3 separate regions of the Mus musculus genome follow, and regions 2 and 3 are each linked to region 1. A link is a contact called in public Hi-C data. All regions are on one chromosome and are shown on one strand. Each heading gives the region's core, a stretch centred on a gene start, on an enhancer-like site or on the middle of the called end of the contact. The rest is flanking DNA. Distances are from core to core; before and after follow the strand shown. Region 1 overlaps Lrmda (leucine rich melanocyte differentiation associated). Region 2 overlaps Lrmda (leucine rich melanocyte differentiation associated). Region 3 overlaps Lrmda (leucine rich melanocyte differentiation associated).

Region 1 (4,236 bases), core at 702-3,201:
GCACAGCTGACGGCTTGCATTATTTCCTTTCCTCTCTCCCCTGGCAAGTTCCCTTATCACAAGCACAGACCGTGCACTGAGCAATGTGAATTAGAATTCATTAGCATTGCCTTTGGACATGGCGAGTATTTAGTTTAAGCTTCTTGGTACTTTCTCTTATGCCTGTCCTGGAAACACAGCATCCTATTGTCTTTCCTCCTCACGTTGAAATGAAGCATATTGTTTCCTTTTAGGATGCCATTAAAAGTCGATGGTGACCTTTACAGTGACTAATAGTTTTCATGGGACTTTAATTGTGACTTTTTCTTTTTCCTTTCCTTAGACAGAGCAGCATCCGTCTGCTTCCTGCATCCTTTGTATCACGGAAATCAATAAAAACAGCCGCCTTTTGTTGATGCTATAGGAGATTTTATGCCGATGACAAGGGATTTGATTTAATATTCTCTTTAAATAAGATCAACACTGCTGCAGTTATAAATGCTTCGAAAACCTGTCAAGCACATCAATGTGGCATGAAACAAAAAGTTAGCAGCCTGCTCTAAGTGAGCATGTGCAGCAGATCTGGAAGATATTTACGATTGCGTGTTAAAATATACACATTTAGAGATTGCTTTCTGCTCTTTGGACCATGAGTAGGAAATGCAGACACGAGCATTTCGTTACTGTTACCTTCTAAACTGCAAACTTTCTTTGCCAGTTAATGATTTTCTGGGGCAAAGCTGGATGTGGCGACATGATAGAAACAGGTATTTATGATCTGTGATGCAATTCTTAGTGAGTATGGATTTACAGTTAAATGGTGCAGTGGGAGCCCAGCTGGCAATTATTGACAGGGCCTCTGGAATCTATATTTTGTTTGTTCCCATTATTTACACACACTTTCTTTTAGAGCCCAACTACCTATGTTGGCTGTGTTTCCTGCTTTATTTGAGAGGTGAGTTATCAGGCTTTGCAATTTGGGGACTTGTATTCTGTACGACCAGGGATAGGTAAGGCATGTTGTACCTATGGCTATTGCCCAATATCTTGCCATTTTCATTGAGCTAGGCGCCTGTCATAGGCGTAGTCCATCTCCGTTTGTCTCTGTTCTTGGGGACCATTCAACTTAGGAATTAAGGAGCAGGTTGGGAAGAAATGATTGGGGTGACCACATATATATAGTCTGTGGTAATTCCTGAGCCCTGGGAAAACCCAGCACATAGTACTTCCTGGACATGAGCCACTGTGGCTCTTTAAAGAGGACAGTTTTGCCCAGAGAAGTACCAGATCAACATGCATGGCATCATGTTGACAAAACAGAAGACAGCAAGTGTCTTTGAAGTGAGCTTGAATGGAGATTCTTTCCTCCAAAGGCCAATTGGAACAGCTGTGCCCCGCTGGCACATATACAAATTCCATCCTCATTTGGGTTGTATGTGCATGCAATCTCAGTGATCCAAAGTTCATCCATCGTGAGTCCCCACTGGAAACCCATGTGTGGAGGACAGGGCTGTATGAGCACTACTAGCTCAGCCAGCTTTTGTTGATGACAACAATCAAAATAGGACTTGTAGTTATTTATCCTAGACAATCTCTGGTTGGTCAAAGTGCTGAATCTTCATTATCCCAAACACTGCCCTGAAAGCTAAAATGGGCAGAGCTGATCCAAATAACTCATCTGTTTGTCACCCTGGAATGCATTCTGACTTCGGAATTTACATTTCTGTTTCTGTTTGAATGCTGGTAGCTTTCCTTCAGTTTTAGTCCCACATGTGGAAACCATCTAGAAACACCATTTGTGTGGGAGAACTGTGAAGAGCTTCCTTCTGCTGGGCCCAGGATGCTTGAATGCCAAGATGCTGCCTTTCTGTTTTGTGGGTGTGGCTTTTACATGGAACAGGAGTGACTCCCCAAAGCGCATATTAAACTTGCCCCCACTCCTCATTTTTGGGAGACTTTTTCATAGTCTTGAGTCACTTGCCAGACCACACATCGTCTGTCATCTGCCCAAGGTTTTTGTCGTTTTGCAGGGGATGAGTGTAAACTGAGAAAGCCTCGCTGCTTGCTTTCCTGGGTGGTATTTATGCTGGCGGAGTGTTCCTCTCTGGGATTTATTAGTTAATGACTTTCTTTTCAGTAAACATTTGCAGTATAGTCAATGTGCCCTCTTGAAGGAGAAACAGCTTGGCAACCTTGGAGGGGTGTTATTGGACTTTGCTATTGTTTTCAGTTCTTAGTCACTCTATTTCCACTTCACCATTCAGCTATCCTCTGCCTTGCCTGGCCTCAGTGCCACTGCCTGGAACGTTGGTGTTTTTACTCTAAGACAGAATCCCAGTGGAGTGCAGGCAGCTGGGTGACACAACCAGATCAAAACGCTTTGAATTTTGAAAATGATTTCCCTCTTGGTACTGAGCCCAGTGATAAAAGGAGGGCAGTTGTCATCGAGAAAACAGTGCTGTACGCAGCACAACCTTTCCAATTAGCACACTTAAGACATATGTTAGGGATGACTGGAGTTGGGTGTTACAGAGTGAAGTGCGGGTAATAGGGTTTTACATTTTCATGTTTCTGTTGTTTTTTTCCCCTCCCATTGCAGTTTTAGGAAAATTGTTGCACATTATGGAAGCTCCTAAGTGCATTTTTAACATAGCTCTTTCTGTTTACAGTAATATCTTCCAAAACAACACAAGTCTCTTTCGTTGTGTACTCTCTCTCTCTTTGTGTGTGTGTGTATGTTTGTCTGTCTGTCTGTCTCTCTCTGTATATGTATATGTGTGTCGTTATCTGTCTCTCACAGAGAGACATACACACACATACACACAGGCACACAGACACACACACACAGACACACATAGACACACATAGACACACACAGACACACACACAGACACACACACACAGAGACATACACACACATACACACAGGCACACAGACACACACAGACACACATACACAGACACACACACTTTCTCCAGTTGGTTTTTTCAAGTGGAAGGAGAATAGTTCATCTGTTTTTCTTAGTTTCTCTGCTTCTGGCCAGGCCAGACAACTCTCCTGGTGACCCTGAGCATGCTACTAAGGAACTGGATTTGATTCAGTTCCTGAACAAGATGGTCTTTTAATGATCATCAGACTCAAGCTCCTAATAAGTCCATAGCTCAGGATACACACAGACATCCTAAGAGACTTAAATCAGGTGTTGACCAGGGACATAAACCAACATGGATGGGTGATACGAACGTGTTGTATCAGCCTTATTTACACGTGTGACCTACTCATTTGTAGACTTGGATGTATGGGGTGTGGCTGAGGATTAGTGTGTGACTTTTGAATTCAGCACCAGGGCTGGGATATTTGTGATGATGATAGTTGGGTAAAGTTGTGACAAGTGCCACTTCTTCACTATTTCTCCTCCTCATCTCCTTCTGTCTGTATGATAAAATCATACTTTCTTTCTATCACGAAGTTGTATATGCATTGTTTTGTTAATTCAGTGGGGGAAGAAATTGTCTGGATCATTTCTGGTTCAAAGATTTGAGATGAATTAAGCATCATGTTTCTTAGGAAAAACTCTAATTAATGTCTTTTATTGGAAGAGCAGCATTATAAAATATTGAAGAATTTGTTCATATAGATCTCTGAACAACTGTGTTGACTAGAGCCATCTCCCCAACAGGAGACCTACATTGGTCTTAGAGAGCTTAAGAGAAATTATCATTCTTTTTGTTTTGTTTTAAGCTACTGAAACGTGGGGCTTGTTAGTACAGCAACATCCACTTATTTTGGTGGTGGGCTAATTAGTGTTTATTTAGTATTGTGTGCTTAAAGTAACTTATAATATTAATCCACTGAGTCACTGGTATAATCCTTTATAAAAGATACTGATGTTATCTTCATGGTCAGGACGGGTGATTTGGGTACTGGCTGCTTGCTGCTTTTCCTGTAGAGATCTATGTTTTTAGAAAGTCAAGTTCTTAGCTGGACAGTGCTGGTACATATCTTCAGTCCAGCACTTGGGAGGCAGAGGCAGGAGGATCTCTATGAGTTGAAGGCCAGCCTGGTCTACAGAGAGAATTCCAGGATAGCCAGAGTTGCACAAAGAAATCCTGTCTTAAAAAACAGAACAAAACAAAAGTAAGTTTTTAGGCCTGAGGGAGATAGTTGTACAAGCCACAGATGGACATAATAAAATCTTGCTGAGGAAGAGGAAGAAATGATTTCCTGTGCAACTCTTTGTATGTGTCTATACCCGA
Region 2 (4,236 bases), core at 641-3,140, 380 kb after region 1:
ACATTCTTGCCATATGGCTGGTGTGGACACTGGAGAGCAGGGCAGATGTTTAATAGGAATTGTTGGTCGTGATTAAATCCTAAATAGCCACATACAGTCAAGACTGTGCTCAGAGGGAGATATTGAACCTTCTAAGACCTTCTTAGAAATAGGATCCTAGAAAGCAAAGCTTTGGAGAAAGAAATGAACTAGTCCCGTTGGTAAGTGTGGGAGCTAGGAAGTACTTGGGCTAGATTCAGGATACTTGGATCCTTTTCTTTGATAGCTGCTGTCAGCACCTAACCTGAGTGACCTGTTGTCTTTGACATTGACTGGGGTGCCTAGCCAGTCCAGAGACTCAGTCTGCTCTAACTAAATCACTTGCGTTTCCCTGAAATCCAGCAGCACAGCAGAGCTGGGGGTCAGGGGGAGCTGCCTCTTACAAGCCCATCAATCATTGCCTATTGAGTCAGTTGTCCCCACAGAGAGGAAAGTTGGCATCAGAACCAACGCTGTTCAATGGTGCTGAATCAAAGCTCAAAAGCATCACCCCGCATCTGAAGTGACTGTGGGTCTGTCGGTAAATACTAGGAGAAAAGACTTCCTTGGCTCTAATTCTAGCTCTCGGTTCTACAAAAGTAGATAAAATCTGTGGGAAAGATGAGTAAACACCATTAATTAAATGAGGTATTTATTCTTGGCTTAAATTAGAAAAATTACTTTAAGAGCAGAAAATCTCAATTAAAACAACCAGCCTGATTTTATTTTATTTTTCACTGTTCAGAAATGGGGAAGAGAGCAGGAGTAAAACAAATATATATTTAGGGATGACACCATCTTGGCATTTCCAAGCTTTCGTTTCTAAATATATTCTTTATCTGAGCTGTCTCCCAATACTTTTAATATAATTAAAAGCACATAATGAGTGCCAGACTTGTCAATTCCAACAACAAAGTGCTGAGTTTTGCAGTGAAACTGAGAGATCCATCTCCCACACATTGTAATGAATAGGTTCATAAAAGGAAAATAGTTTAATTACATTTTAGTTCATGGATTGTTAATAGGCTGGAGTATCTAAATTGAATAATGTGATTCTGGTAATAATTATGTGTAAATGAACTTGTTTAAATGATATTTTACAGCTTCTTTATAAAATTACAGCTAGAGGCAATCCAGTGATAGACAGACAAAGGCCATGCAAAAATTATCATAAACTATTAGCTTGTTTGCAAAGGGTTTTATGTTAATCTTTTAGTACTTAAAGCAATCTGCAATTAACATATCATGGGGAGCTGCCTCAGAGCAAAGGCATGCAAATTGAAGTGCTTAGATAAAAAGCCATTCATGTTGGGGGTGAAAAAGAGAGAGAGAAAGAAAGAAAAAGGAAAAAAAAAATCAAAGAAAGGGTGGTAAAGTGCTCAGAGGGTGCTGGTTGTATATCTGAGATTAGGGAGGTGTAATGACTGTATTATCTAACTATGGTTGTAATTAAAGCGTTTCTCTTGCACACATGACAATAGACACCACATTGATTTCAGGGTTTTAATTGTGAAAGTCATTTTATTTCAGGGCACAGGATAGGAATAGCTTGAATCAAAGGGCTAGAAGATTGCTTTGTTGATAATATGTGTTCAACAGCTGCCTGGCTGCTTAATACACAAGTGGGAGAAGGCAGCAAGAACCAAGTGGGAAGTGCTGAGGATTGTGAGTCTCCTGCTGGCTGCCTTTCCTTTTATGAAAAAGGCAGGGAGCTGGGTACTGAGTGTAAACAAACAGGCTTTCAAGCCTCACCCCTTCTTTCCTCCCTAACTTGGCAGAACAAAAGAAGTCTTCAAGGGCCCTGAACTAACTCCCCTTGCTGCGCCTGGGAAGCAGCAGAAGCTTATGCCAAGTCATAAAACCATCCTCGCTGGTGGAACTAGCACCTCGCTAATGGAGAACAAAGGTCTGTGAGGGGCTGTGGTAGCTAGGATCACACGTACCCTCCTGACAGGCACAGTTGACTGGGAGATCAGGTTATTTACATTACATTACAGTTCTAGCCACAAAAATCTTGCACTCTCTTAGTTTGAGTTTAAGGGGTTCCTTATCAGAGTCTATATACAAATTCCAAGTGGGAAATTAAGTGAGGGAAAGAAAATCACGTCCAATCCCAGAGCAAAGGGAAGACTAGCAGGGAAGGGAGCTAACTCAGCCGGGACTTTCTGCAGTATCACATCCATCACATCCATCGTATCCAGGGGTACTTTTTTTTTCTTAACAGTTCAAAGCACTGGTGAAACTAGTGAATTCTTTCCTTGCTACTCATCTGGAGAACAGCATATTTAAAAGTGTGACACTGCTAAATAATAGTAGACATGGTTTGCAGGTAAGTGTACCTTTAACTGATACAGTTTAAAATGACCAGAAACCAAAATGTAAAATAAAATAAAATGATGATGATGATGATGACAATGATGATTTATTTAGTGAGTATTGTCCTAAGCAGTACTCAGTTTGTTACTGACTCCTCATAACAACATCAAGGAGGTTCATGGAATGCTCTCCATTAAAAAAATAAATAAACAAATGGTACTACTAATAATAACAAAACTAATAATAAATAAACGGAAACCAAGGCTCAGAGAGACCAAGAAAATTGCCCAAGGTTGCACATCTAGTCAAGTGGCAGGTGAAAACAGAGGGAATCTTCGATCCTTTGGTAGTCTATAAAGTCCCAGAAGCCTATTCAGATTAGTGATTTATAAATAGAAAAATAAAAATATTATGAGAAAGCAGAATAATCTTCTTAAATATCTTGCTATAGAGATATGTAGGGGGTCAGTTTTGGTGATGTGAACCTTTACTCATAGCAGTCAGGAGGCTGAGACATGAGGATTGCTGTGTTCAAGATCACCTTTGGATATATAGTGTGTTCCAGTCTAGTCTGGGCTATCCAATGAGACCCTGTATTAAAGGAGGAGGTGGGGGAGAGAGGGAAGAAGGAGGAGGGAGGAGGAAGAAGAGGAAAAGCAAAAGAGGGAGGGAGGCAGGGAGATACAGAGTGAGGGACGGATGGGGTAAAATCACAGCTTCCTGATTTCTTCATTCATGGGATTCTTTGTTGATGCAAAACCAATATCTGAAAACCAATCCAATAGATGCCGTCATTCCAAAGAACTATGCTATCTGATGCAGTTCAGATACGGTCAGCCTATTTTCCAGTTCCAAACTCCTGGCCGACCTGACCTTGTGCTTAGCACTTTTTGTCATCTCTGTCTGCCAGCTCATTCCAGGTTGCATTCTTACATGCATGACCTGAGATTTCTCCATGAAAAAGAAGCCTACACAACCATGGTTCTAACATTTTTTTAGCAGAAGAAATCTTGGTTTAAATTGCATCTTCTAATGATCGTGAATAGGTAATGCGATTATGACATCAACATGGCCAAAATGCATGTAGAAGATTGAATATCTCAGGTTTCCCTCATATTCCACTGAAGTGCAGGAGGGCTGGTGAGCACTAAGGTTCTGGTCAAGCAGTTAGGGAATGCCCTGGGGAATGACCTCAGCACTCTGGCTTTCCATGTGGCATCACAAGGAAGGAAAGGCAGACTTCCAGGACCAGGACACTTGCCACTCACAAGCTTCGTGACCTAAGACACACGTGTTCCCTTATCTATAAAAACAAAACAAAAGAATTAACATCGCAGACAGTTGGGATGGCTCAATGTAGTAATGTTTATAAAATTCTTATGTAGAGTGTGATGTAAGACTATGCTTGATCAGTGATAGATTTATTATAGTAATTTATGCCATTGGCTTTCTAGGACTACTATAATGAAGTACCGCCATATGAAAACATATTCTTTTATATTTCTAGAAGTCAAAATGGTGTCAGCAGGGCTCTGCTACTTCCCAGATTCTCTAGATCAGTGGCTAGATCAACCTGTGGCAAACTTCTATTTCCAAAAACATTTACATTATGATTCATAACAGTAACAAAATCACAGTTATAAAGAAGCATCAAAAATAATGTAATGATTGGATGGTCACTACAACCTGAGAAATCATATGAAAGGGTCATAGCATTAGGAAGGGTGAGAGCCATGTTTTAGATAAATCTTACTTAGCTTCTAGGCGTTGCCTAATTCAAGCACTACACCATTGTCTGCATCTCTTACCACATGCCCTGCATCTCTTACTACCTGCCTGTCTTCTCCTTGGATATCTTCTCCCATGGTACTCTTTGATTTGTGCTTTCACATCATCTTACAA
Region 3 (4,236 bases), core at 790-3,289, 310 kb before region 1:
GGACAGGTGACTACAACCCAGGGAAAGGACGGATGGGATGCCCACCCACCCAGAGAGTATGGGAAGGCTTCCTGGAGTGGGTGTATTTTGAAACTGAATCTGTAAAGAGGATCAGGGTAGACCGTTTGGGGGAGTTAGACTGAGTCTGTAGGCAGGAAGGTAAGCCCGAACAATGGCAGAGAAGGAAGTCAGAGTCAGGGCTATACTTGACCTGGCAGGAAACTTTCCCGCTCTCTCCATAGCCCTTCTCTATAACCTGTCTTTCCAGTGTTTTGAGACAATGTCTCATGTAGGCTAGGCTGCTCCAGAGCTTGCTGTGTAGCTGAGGCTGACCTCAAATGCCCCATTCTTCAGCCTCTCCCTCCCATGCTGGATTAGAGGCTCCACACCTGGGCCTCACTTGTCATTTGACCCCTAGCAGTCTCTGGCTTGTCCAGTGACACATCCAGAATCTCAAGTGTCTTGGTTACTGTCTCTGATCCTCAAGATGGTCCATAGCAGACTTGTTGTTGTTGTTTTGTTTGCCTCATCTCTTCATTCTTCCATGTTTCCTTCTTGAGTTTCTCCTATCTTTGAGTGGGAATCAATCAGGATGTCCAGGAAGAAAGAAAGAGGGGAAACACAGGACACCAGGTGTTCTTGGCAGACAGAGAATGTTAAAGACCCCTGTAGGCAGCTTGTGAGTATCAGACATCAAACTTGTGACTCTCCACCTTCCCTAACTCCTATTCCTGTTACCTTATTCTCCTCTTTGCTTCTTACTGAGGAGCCCCAACTCATTTAGGTTTAGTGCAAATGGCTGATAAAGAAGGAAAAGTCTTCAAGGAACATCTCCAAGCTTCTGGGGACGATCCTGGTCTGAATGTTTAAGTGTCAGGCATCCTAGGTCCAGCAAAAGAATTTGTTTTTAGTGGAGAGGTAGGAGGGGGACTTAGGGTCTCCATTATCATCTCAAAGGTCTCATAGGTGCTAGTGGAGAGGTAGGAAGGGGACATAGGGTCTCCATTATCATCTCAAAGGTCTCATAGGTGCTAGTTAATCATTTGGAAGCTCCTTTGCTCTCTGTTGTCTGTAGTTAACCCGGCTCTCTTTGAGGGATATGGCTGGAAGTGGAGGAGACTGTGCTCTGTGAGTCAGGAGTAGAGAAAGACGCTCCAGCAGGAGTCTAGCTGTACTTTATGTTTTCAACGCCATCCGGTCACTAAATGTTGGGGATATGGACAGTTGGCAGTACCTTCTGTTGACAGAGTTCTTTCTAGAAGGGACCCTTCCAGAATACAGATTTTTCTCAAAAGTGATACCCTGTGTGACTAGACAAAAACCTTAGCTAGCTGACAGTTCCTCTTGGCCATGGCCCTGCAAGATCTTGTGGGTTAGAGTTTCTTTAGGATTTTCCTTTTTGGTCCAGTGAACTTAGAATAAAAGGAAACTTTTTTTTCTCCCTGTTATGATAGTATTTTTTTTTCCAGGAGGCCTTTGTGGGAATGTTGGGCACAGGGTTTGGTGGGGGGAAGGGTAGGAAAAATGAATACCAAGCCCCAAAGGGGATAGTGTGGGTTGGGTAGGTAGGGGTTTGTCTGCGTTATTGGTCCATGGCGCCCATCCAGCCTGTGGCCTCTCTCACACAAAGCCATCGTTCTGATTAATGGCATCCGTGCCTCGGAGGCATGGATTGTATTAGACCTTGTTTAACAGTTCCCTCTATACATCCACTTCCCCTGGAAGTGCACCAAAATAGGAGGAGAGGAAAAAAAGGACTGAGAGAAAGACGCTACATTTGGACAGGGTAGAAAGGAGAGCCTTTCTTTCTTTTTTTTTCTTCTTCTTTTTTTTCCATAACTGCTTTCTGTGACTTTCTGGAGGCTTCCAGGCTTTATCGTCGCAGCGCTCCTCTGGGAGAGCCAGAGGGGAAGTGAAGACAGACATCTTGGGAAAGAAGATGGGTTTCCCTGCCAAAACTGGGAGATGGTGCTGGCTCTCTTGGCTCCTTAGAAACTCCAAGAAATCTGCTGACATTTTAAAGGAAAAGAAAGAGAGGCTGGGGTGGAGGGTGGTGATTTATGATGACATCACGTGTTGCCCCAGCAGATCCTGTAAGAGGAAAATGGCTTTTATAGCGAGCATGTTGCAATAAAGAAACACTGAGTCATGGGGGAGCATCATCGATTGAAATGCCTTTACTTATCTGCTTTATCTACTGCTTCCCTGGACCCAACCAGAGACCGTGGCAGCCTCCGGGGCCTTGCTGCAAAGAGTCCTGAGGCTTAGGAGCCTGAGCCCAGCCTGAATTCAGATTCTGCATGCTATTTCCCTCTGTTCAACGTCTTCCTGATGACACCTATTACATCTGGTGTTGCTCCTAGCTTCCTGTCACGTGCAGGTGTATTACATCCTATGTGTATGTGCACACACACACTCATGAGGGTGTGTGTTGGGGCTGGGTTATGCATCATGAGGTAGGCAGTAGAGGAGGGGGCTGTGAGAGGAACCAGCAGTGTCTTTGCTTGGCTTAGAGCTACAGAACAATGCGGGGCTCATGGAAAGATGGGGCATGGTGTCCATGCTTGTGCTGTAAAGACTGGATAGGTTGATGTAGCTTATGGGAACAAGAGGCATGCTAAGGTGTGTGCCATGCTAACCACTCACAGGATACCAACACTAAACCACGGTGACAGAAGGGTCCTGGAGACTTGTTTGCAAGAGTTCTACCTTCCTCATTCTTGGGTGTGACCTCTCCTTTTGCATGATGAACTTTTTCATCTTTCTCAAGATTCGAGTGCCTTCTTGCTTTTGTTATTGTTGTTGTTGTTTACTTTTGTTTTTCCTCTATCAACATGGTCTGAGGACCAGGTCTGAAAACTTTTCAGATGAAGGCCAAGTTGTCAGAATAATTTCTGATATGTGTTTGCATACCAGTGAGGGTCAAAGCATAAAGCTAGAGGGTAAAAATCTTCCAGAGAAGTTCTGGCCATTAGGAGGAGGGAATCTGGGTGTGTGATAGAGACTGGGGTCTATAGGAGGGGGGGCGCCTGGGTGTGTGATAGAGACTGGGGTCTATAGGAGGGGGGTGTGTGATAGAGACTGGGGTCTATAGGAGGAAGGACCTGGGTGTGTGATAGAGACTGGGGTCTATAGGAGGGGGGCCTGGGTGTGTGATAGAGACTGGGGTCTATAGGAGGGGGGCCTGGGTGTGTGATAGAGACTGGGGTCTATAGGAGGGGGGGGACCTGGGTGTGTGATGGAGACTGGGGTCTATAGGAGGAGGGTGTGTGATAAAGACTGGGGTCTATAGGAGGGGGGGCCTGGGTGTGTGATAGAGACTGGGGCTCTGTTTGAGGAACAGGTGAATGGTTGTGCAATTATGTTGGAATGCCATCTTTTCTTCTCTCAGTTTGCTGTGCTTGGATCTCACTTCTGTGGAGGAGATCCTCCTTATTGGCTCCCTTGGATCTGAGCATCCCCTTTGCTGTTTCCCTGGAACTGTCAGGTCCCTGGAGGGCATAAGTTTGGGAGTCTTTGAAAAGTTTGGGAGTCATGAGAAGGGCAGTTATTTCCAGAGTCATGGTTAGGACATCCTTAGACCTTGAGTTTTAGGGGACCAGAACAGGCAATGTCAAGTTTTTCTATACTCTGGAAGGATCCAGTCCAGGTTGGAGAGGATTTGATTAATCAGCCTGGCCCTGCATGTTCATGGTATGGTAGTGCTATTGTCCCCAGTTGTGGGGTCAGAGGCTCACCCCTGGGCACTGTGCTTTGAGCGGAGAGGTTGGCTTCATCCTGGAGAAATGGTCTATCATATTTATGCTCTTGGTGTCTGCTGGACACAAGCATCTCTTTTTCAGTCTTTAAAATGACCAGAGGCGATGGCCGCTGGTGCTGGCAAACCTCTCGTAATCATGTCACTCCAGTTTTCTTTCTTGAGTTCTGATGCAGAAGCTATGAGGTCACAGTGACCCCCCCACCTCTGTGATCAAGACAAAGTCCCAATTCTATCCAAAAAGTCATACTTCTTATACTGCATATATCCTGGTTGTTGGGGGAGTTGAATTTTGGGTAAGAGGCTGGCTTTTTGAACTGTCAGCAGCTGTGGGATGTCAGTCTTACCATAATCCTTTCACTACAGGGCACTAGGAAACCATGCTTGGGCATCACAGCACCCGACTTGCAGAGTCAGCATTGGAACTTGGTTTGGTCTGTTCCAAGACTCTGGTACCCAACCAAGCTCATGCTCAGCTA

Evidence for each region. Hi-C and Micro-C count contacts between places; a contact is called where the count stands out from the background.
Region 2: a contact with region 1 is called in a Hi-C map of uterus, with 2.4 times the contacts expected there. The contact joins two enhancer-like sites. A contact is called at or near these places in 2 of 484 Hi-C or Micro-C datasets (nephron progenitors and uterus).
Region 3: a Hi-C map of uterus shows a contact between it and region 1, with 2.7 times the contacts expected there. The contact joins two enhancer-like sites. A contact is called at or near these places in 2 of 484 Hi-C or Micro-C datasets (cortical neurons and uterus) and 1 of 9 other capture datasets (embryonic stem cells).

Annotation. Positions count from the first base shown.
Region 1 is chr14:22,362,725-22,366,960 of GRCm38.p6, forward strand. All of the region lies in intron 2 of Lrmda (leucine rich melanocyte differentiation associated), which reads left to right. Among named protein-coding and RNA genes, the nearest start is that of 4930405A10Rik, 180 kb to the right of the region's middle. Within about 2 kb of position 1,952, at least 9 of the 459 cell types and tissues checked have an H3K27ac peak or open chromatin away from gene starts, as enhancers often do. A contact at or near this core is called in uterus, where this site is marked.
Region 2 is chr14:22,744,486-22,748,721 of GRCm38.p6, forward strand. All of the region lies in intron 5 of Lrmda (leucine rich melanocyte differentiation associated), which reads left to right. The region is part of intron 1 of Gm30926 (a long non-coding RNA gene); the gene reads right to left. Among named protein-coding and RNA genes, the nearest start is that of Gm30926, 55 kb to the right of the region's middle. Within about 2 kb of position 1,891, at least 45 of the 459 cell types and tissues checked have an H3K27ac peak or open chromatin away from gene starts, as enhancers often do. A contact at or near this core is called in uterus, where this site is marked.
Region 3 is chr14:22,050,427-22,054,662 of GRCm38.p6, forward strand. The region is part of intron 2 of Lrmda (leucine rich melanocyte differentiation associated); the gene reads left to right. Gm41107 (a long non-coding RNA gene) reads left to right here. Exons shown (of 2, transcript XR_874399.2): 2 at 1-4,236. Among named protein-coding and RNA genes, the nearest start is that of Gm41107, 21 kb to the left of the region's middle. Within about 2 kb of position 2,040, at least 34 of the 459 cell types and tissues checked have an H3K27ac peak or open chromatin away from gene starts, as enhancers often do. A contact at or near this core is called in uterus, where this site is marked.